Regions from separate parts of the Rattus norvegicus genome. Here region 2 is linked to region 1. A link is a contact called in public Hi-C data. All regions are on one chromosome and are shown on one strand. Each heading gives the region's core, a stretch centred on a gene start, on an enhancer-like site or on the middle of the called end of the contact. The rest is flanking DNA. Distances are from core to core; before and after follow the strand shown. Region 1 overlaps Ccbe1 (collagen and calcium binding EGF domains 1). Region 2 has its middle 63 kb from the start of Pmaip1.

Region 1 (3,649 bases), core at 1,133-3,632:
TTTGAACCAAATGCATAGAATAATTTCAACACAGCATCCAACATTACCCTGGACCCTCTACTGGAACAAGAGAAACTTCTAGATCTGGACCAGAGAAGTGTGGATAAAGTCCAGTGCTGGGAATGTGAGCCGTACATGAAAACTTCCCTTCGGGCTATGTGACTGTCATTATAGACCTAGAGTGGTGGAGCTCCTGTCTGTCATGTGACTTGGTGTCTCCGAGACTCACTCACCTGCGGAGTATGCCAGCCCTAAGCATTCCCCAGGGTTCTGTGGAAGATGGACCAGCAACATGGCTGATTTCTCACAGGAAGCTTGGCGGCTGAGGTTTTAGTCCCCTCTTTGTAATGGGAAGTTCCAAACAGCGCGACGGTGACCCAGAGGTCACTTAGGAATGGCCTCTTCTCAGTTAAGAGTCATGACAGTAACTGGAAAAAGCTACTTCTAACAAAAGTAAATAGTCAGATGGGCCTCATGGAGAGAGGTTTCTCCAGGCAGTCACTGCTGCGTACTGACCCAAGCTGACCCCTGGTGAGTTGTGGAAACGAGCCATGAGATCATCAAACAAGGGACCACAATAGAGTCAGCATGGACTTTGTCCCTCAGTGGGGTGGGAACAAAAATGTTTCTCACCACAGTAAAAATGAGAATACTGTGCTCTGTTTCCTGACCACTGGGTGAAGACACCTGACCTGGTTAGTGTGGAGGAAAACTGACTTGACCTCACACTCCACACACGAGGGACGCAGAACCCAGCCCTGAGCTGCAGGCAGATGACAGCTTCCCAAATGCTCCCTAGTCAAGTTGCCAAAGACCTTACGCTGACAGGAGCTGAGGGGGCCAGGGAGAGCATGGCAATATGGGCGTTCCCCTGGCAGTACATACTGTCACCTAGAGGCTGGAGGTCCCAGCTGAAGCCACATGGACGCGTCCCTGGGACTCCCTATCCCTTTTACCTGTGGTTTTATGTTTCTGATGTATTTTGTTTTATTCTTTGGTATCAAGAACTCTCTATGTAAACCTGGTTGTCCTTGAACTCAATATGTAGACTAGGCTGGCCTTGAACTAGGGATCTGCCTGCCTGTGTCCCAAGTGTTGGATCGATTCTTGGCTTCTGATCTCTCATTCTTCTGTCTTACAGCATTCTAGGTTATGCAGGACATTGTCCCTCTTCTCCAGCTGTTCTCTCTCCCGTGTCCCTCTAGCTCTAACTCCCAGAGGCATCCTTGTAAACAATATGTTTTGATAAACATGCTAAAAGAAAGCCATTGGGTGACCCACAGGCTAAAACCAAACAACACTCCATCCCGCAAGTACAAGGACTTCAGGGGAAGAATCACACATTGGAGTGGCTCCTCTGAACTGGTCCTACAGCTGCCACAAATTCACCAAAAAGAAAAAAACAAACAAACAAACAAACAAACAAAAAAACAAACAACAACAACAAAAAAAAAACAAGAACTACCAGGACCCAGCATGTCCCTGGGAGCTGGAAACGCACTCATTTCCTACGCACCCAGGCAGTATGGCTTCTCCCGCTTTTGGTGCCTCTCTCGGTCATATCGGTATCCTGGATAGCACGTGCACAGCACACGGCCGAAGTTATCCGTGCATTGCTGTTCACAGGGAGCTTGGGCACAAATGTCATAATCTGGAAGAGAAGAGTGGATTCACATCAATCTCAGCGTGAGGTGGGTGACCGAGCTGTAGCCTGGAACAGACTTTTGAGGGCTGCTCTTTGGTACGGGTTAAAATGTGAGGTGTGACTGGTGCCACAACGGATGATTTAATGCACGGCCTCTCCCTGACTAACAGTGACTGTTACTAGAATTTTCTTTCCCAAGTCACCTCCTCAGCCTCCTGTTTTTATCCCTATCCAGAGTGTGGCCTGGTACCACAGCATCCGTGTGCTGCAGCATCCATGAGACCTGCTTTGTCTTTTCCTTCACATGTTACAGATCGTGTACTCCTTCCGGAAGAGTGTAAAGACAGGCCAGGGCTGGTGACGGTTGCTGTGAGAGGAAGGGCTTGGGGTCAGGCAGGCTCTGAGAAGTAGCACGGATACTTCTGAGCTGTGGAGACTTCTCAGAGCCTGTGTTTGAACAAGCAAGTGTTACAGGGTACTCCCAGGAGGGTTGGTCCTGCACTCTGAGAAAAGGACTTGGACACATTTGAGTGGCTATAAATGTCTTACCAGCCTGCAGCCTGTGTAAATTCGAGTAGTTCTCTATTACCCAAGGAACTAGGGTATATGCTCCTCTGGGAACTGATGAACTGGTGTTTAATGCATCTCTTGAAGGGCCTTTGGCTCTAAGTCAGTAGCTCGGGCTCAGCATTTGCTCCCAGCCAAGACTCAGTATCTCATTAATCACCTCTGCTCGCCTCATGTGCTGACAGATGCAGTCTCCTTGGATACAGAGAGAGCCTGGCTCTGCTCTACTCAGCTCTGCTCTGGTATATATGAAGCCAAACAGGTGGGCTTGTCATCTCTTGATATAGGCTGAGTTAGCGTGACACGTCAGTCTCATGGTGACCTCAAGTTGCCCTTTCTGAGCATTCCTTCCCACAGGTGAAAGTCCAGGTCTGCTCTGCCCGCATAGAGAATGGCTGGCCTTGCAAACTGTGGTTATATAGAATTTTCTCAATGAAATTCTAGGTTCCTTTGGCTTGAGAGCAAGGTCTCAGGATGGCTGGTGAGTCATCCTTTCCAACCAGTGGTTACCGTCATTGGGTAGCAACCACAGAGAGGAGGAAAGACAAGATGGCCTGCCTGAAGAACTAGTGCCAACTGTGGTACCCAGCAAGGCTTGCTGTGAGAAGCAACTGTGCCAGTGCCCCCTTCTATTCCTGCTTCCCCAGGGTGTCACTTCTGCCCTCATCCAGTGAGTCATACTTCTCACATTCACCTCTGCACCTGCAATGGCCAGCTCACATCTTTCCTTAAAGCACTCCCTGTTGATTTCCAGTCACGCAAGAGGTGTGTTTAGCTTCTTTATCATCTCCGTGCACTCCTTGAACAACACACTTCTCACTCTCTCCATCTTGTCAGCGATTTCTTAGGAATCTTAGTTGAATGAGATGTTCCTGTTTGTAAAACACTGGCGATCTGAAAGCTGTTCTCTGCTGAGTTTAGGCATAAACTCTGACTGTTTATCTTTTGGGGACCCTGTTTTACTCCCCCGGAATTAAGATAGCCCTAGATAACTCTGTTTTTGGGTTTTCCAGAACTAAGATAACCCTATGTTTCTGGGTTGCTATTGGTTTCAAACCTGTGTCACCTTCTTTTATCTGGGCTATGTTTTATCTTGGGTCTGTGGACATTTTTATTTCGGTAGTCAGCAGCAACAGCCATCCCCCAAAGTATGGGTTCAAGATCCATGGGTCACGTTCTCTGAGTTCAGAGCAACAGTCCTTGCTGTCTAGTGCCCCAGAGGTCTAGGATCCATCCAGAGATACTGTCTTAGTCATGGCTACTATTGATGTCATGTAATACCATGTAATACTCCCAAATATTTGCCCGAGATTAAGTCACTAGATCTCAAATGAACAGAGACCCAGGCTTGGTGTTTGAACGGGCAAGGCTTGAACATGAGTTGAATGCCCCTGTTTTAAGTTCTGGGCTTTTGCTGTCATCTGACTGTTTTGGAAG
Region 2 (4,181 bases), core at 159-2,658, 440 kb after region 1:
TTTAAAACAAATCATTTACTACGTGGAAAAGTGTATTGATTGCTTATGCATGGGATTTAAAATTACTTCAATGCACACTTTGATTATTTATTTACCTATTTTCGTGGCACTGGAGGTTGACTCCAGGACCCCCAAGCTGCATCCTCAGCTATACCTTGCCAAAAAAAATATAATAAAAAAAAAAAAGAAGGCTTTTGAGAGTGCTATGAAGAACAGCGGTGTGCTTGAATACTTTATTTGCAATGTAAAGGTACCTTACATTTTGATTTTTTATTTGTTTGTGCTCGAGACAGGATCTCATATATCCCAGACTGCCTTCTGATCCTCCTGCCTCCACCTCCCATGTGGTGGGATTATAGGCTTGCCCTACCATGCCCAGGGCATGCCAGGGGAGCCATAACTTGACCTCTCAGTTTAATTTGAGTGAAAGCTGGTGTTAATAAGTTTGGTAGTCTAGTGCCACCTTGTGGTTAATATGCTCAACTACACTATGTTGGATTTCAGAAAGCAACAATCCCCAATAAAACAAAACACGTCTTCAAAATGTAATTATTGAGTTAGGGCGATGGCTTAGCAGTTAAAAGCACTCACGCTCTTGAAGAACACAGGGGTTTGATTCCAAGCACCCACATGGTGGCTCACATCTGTCTGTAACTTCCAGTCTCGGGGGAATTCAACACTTTCTTCTGACCCCAGCAGGCACTAAGCGCATACATGCTGGAAAAGCACTCATGCGTACGAAGTACTAAAATAAACAGATCTAAAAGCTTTTACGTACTAATTAACTTTGATGTGCAGACTTTCTTATGATCCATGTTTTCTGGAAAAGATCGTCAGAACTGGGAGAGTCCTAGGCAAACAGGAACTAGTTGGTTATAAGATGACCACCTAGGTACAAAACTCTGTCTGGGCAGCGGGACACACAAAATGGGTGACAAGGTCACAGTTCTCATGGACCTTGTGCTGTCGTGGAGGAGCCATGATCAACAGTCATGTGAGCCATCGTGAACTACAGACTAATCGGCAAGGGCGATAGGTTAATGTATCAGGAAGAGGATTGGTGGCAATTTTGTTTTTGAAGTTACATCGTATTTTTAATTATAATTAATCTAGATTTATTTTAATTAATGTGTATGTGTGTGGATATGTGTATGCCAGTGATGTAGAGTCTAGGCAGCCAAGCAGGCCTAGGTCACATGACCTACACTTCAGCAGTGGCAGAGATAGGGTAAAGCTTCACATTGTCGTCGTCAGCAGGAGGCCTCGTAGTCTTTAGGGGTCACAAATCAGGTAAAACTGGACCCTTGGCTAAGACGCACAAAAGACTTTAAGCGTGAGCCAATATAAACCAAGCTGTATCCTAAGCAGCTCTCATTCAGTGAAAGCCACTGCTATTAAGTCTGGCGGTCTAGTGCCATCTTGTGGCTGAAATGCTCAAGTACAGTTCGTTAGGTTACAGACAAAACCCTTCCGTTTCCTCGTAAGGTTAATTGTTAACCCGGTTTCACTTGACAGTCTTCTCAAGAATGGCCAGGCAGCTGCTTCAGGTTTCCTGAGACAGAGGAACAGCGGTGACTCATCTTGATCATTTGACTGAATCTTTAATCAATGAAAATGCAAGCCGCTGGGCAGTCCTGTGAGAGATTTTTTAAAAAATCAGATTATTTGAAGCCAGGAGATTCAACTTAAATATCCGTGGCACCTTCTGGGGGCAGCCCGGATGACGGGATGTGCGAGAAAGAAGTAGTGCGATTTGCCTGTCTGCTTTCACTCTTGATGGCACGTTCTGTTGTTGTGACACATCCTCGGTGTTATTGGAACCATCTTCTTGGGCTTCCAACATAGACCTAAGATCAGCAGCTCCCCACTAATCCTGCAGGCTTTCAGTACAGGATTGGCTCTTCTGAGACATCCAGCCTCACAGACTTGGCCTCTCCAGTGGAAGACACCCATTGTCAGACGACTCAGACTGGATCGTGTAAACCACTTTAATGTATCCCCATTGCAGTTACCTCTCCAGCCCCAAATAAGCCCACACAATGAAATCACAACTCGTTAATATGAATACAGGCTGAGCGCCTAGATTGGGCAGATCCACCACTGCGCTACTCTATCCCCAGCTAGGAGATACCTTATAACCTGCGCTTTCTCCAGACCATGGGCTTCGTCTCCATCTTCCTTCCACCTCCTCTTTCTCCCTCATCCCCTTCTCTCTCCTTCCTCCTACTCTCTCTCCTCCCTCCTACTCCCTAAAACTTTTCGGCTCCACCTTTTTTCCTCTGCCCAATCACAGGCTCTGGCCTTTATTTTACAAGTTAAAATGGGGAGAAGATTCATATGACGCGTCACCTGAGTATGTAATTCGTTTCTTGTCCGAGGCAGCCCCTCTTGGGGAAGCAGAATTAGCATCAAAATACAAACAGCACCATGGCAACCCATGTATCCCTCCCCTCTTTGTATGTGTATGTTTATATTTATCATATACCACATTTACTCATTCTGTCAGTTCTCTTCCCTTAGGTAACCCTTGCTAGCACTTATCGCAGTGCCAGGAGTCGGGTAGTGCTGTGACAGACCTGACCGAATTGCTCTGTGGATTGTGAGGATTGTGGTTGCAATTGGAGTTTTCGGCTAAAAAGAGGGCATTGACTGTTCAAGTCTGTTGGAACTTGAAAGATAATGCTGAGAGTAAAGCAGACAACGGAGGCCTGGGATTAAAGCATGTGCCATCTCACAACCATCTGTAATGGGGATCCGATGCCCTCTTCGGGTGTGTCTGTAGACAGCAACAGTGCACGCATGTACATGAAATAAATAAATCTGAAAAACAAAAGCATGTGCTACCACACATGGCTAAAAGTTTCCTGTAATAGATTATAAACACTGGGTCTAAGAGAAAGAGAGTCCAGGACTCAGTCATAGCTAAGCATGGCTATGGGTTTCTCCTGGGAGACTTGCAATTAAGTCTTAGTATTAGCCACAGATGCTGTTCGGCAGTTCTCGGTAACAGCTCCTAAGGTATCTAAGGAACGAAACTCCCTCCTCATTTCTCTATCTTCTTGATCAGTGAAATTCTTGGGTGATTTTGGAGTTGCTTATAATCTGACAAAGCAAATCCAGGAGCCATTACTCATCAGGAGTGAGTAATTGGCTTAGGATTTATACATTTACTATAAATAAGGTTTCTAGTGAGATTCCTAGAAAATTGTAGGTTAGGGGGCTGGAGAGATGGCTCAGTGGTTAAGAGCACTGACTGCTCTTCCAGAGGTCCTGAGTTCAAATCCCAGCAACCACATGGTGACTCATAACCATCTGTAACGGGATCAGATGCTCTCTTCTGGTGTGTCTGAAGACAGTGACAGTGTTCTCATAAACATAAAATAAATAAATCTGAAAAAAAGAGAAAATTGTAGGTTAATAAACTATCCTCAATTTCATTCTCATCCTGGGGAAAGGAGAAAGCCCGTAAGCAAAAGTTGTTAGATGTGCTGAAGTCCATGGTGGTGGAGTTCATGGTCTCGTCAGCCCATATGTTTAACTATTATTTGGTCCCTAGTCAGTGGAACTGTTTGGGAAGGATTAGGAAATGTGGCCTTTTTGGAGGAGGCATGTCCTAGGAACAGGGTTGAGGTTTCTAAAGACTTGTGCCATTCCCAGTGTGCTGTCTGTCTTGTTTTCAGCTCAAGATGCGGGCTCTCAGCTCTTCCTGCTGCCACGCCTGTGCTCACCCTTCATGAACTCTCACCCTCTAGAACTGTCAAGACAATATCTTGTGTCTGTATGGCTGTGGCACCTGTCAGTAATAAATTTGATGGCCTATAGCTTAGGCAGGAAATAGGAGGTGAAACATCCTGTAGGCAAAAAGGATTCTGGGATAGTACCAGGCAAGGGATATTACCCAGGAAGATGTGGAGAGCACAGACATATGGGGCTTGAACACAGGTAATCAGCCGTGTGACAGAATGTAGATTAGAATAAATGGGTTATTTTAGGTCGTGAGAGAGTCAGAGAAGAGCCTAGCTGTATGGCCCAAGTATTTGTAAATATATTTTGAGTCTGAGTCTTATTTTTGGGATATTGGGGCTGGGAGGAAGAACCAGACCTAAATTTTACATGAAACCTCAAACTCATTTAAACACTTCCTTTTGTAAGCTGCCTTGGTCACGGTGTTTCTTTGTCAG

The links. Hi-C and Micro-C count contacts between places; a contact is called where the count stands out from the background.
Region 2: a contact with region 1 is called in a Hi-C map of the A7r5 cell line, with 9 times the contacts expected there. The contact joins two enhancer-like sites. A contact is called at or near these places in 8 of 12 Hi-C or Micro-C datasets (the A7r5 cell line, Schwann cells, frontal cortex and 4 more).

Annotation. Positions count from the first base shown.
Region 1 is chr18:61,875,394-61,879,042 of GRCr8, forward strand. Ccbe1 (collagen and calcium binding EGF domains 1) reads right to left here. Exons shown (of 11, transcript XM_017601124.3): 4 at 1,517-1,651. Among named protein-coding and RNA genes, the nearest start is that of Lman1, 76 kb to the left of the region's middle. Within about 2 kb of position 2,383, at least 7 of the 93 cell types and tissues checked have an H3K27ac peak or open chromatin away from gene starts, as enhancers often do. A contact at or near this core is called in the A7r5 cell line, where this site is marked.
Region 2 is chr18:62,316,888-62,321,068 of GRCr8, forward strand. No RefSeq gene overlaps it. Among named protein-coding and RNA genes, the nearest start is that of Pmaip1, 63 kb to the left of the region's middle. Within about 2 kb of position 1,409, at least 8 of the 93 cell types and tissues checked have an H3K27ac peak or open chromatin away from gene starts, as enhancers often do. A contact at or near this core is called in the A7r5 cell line, where this site is marked.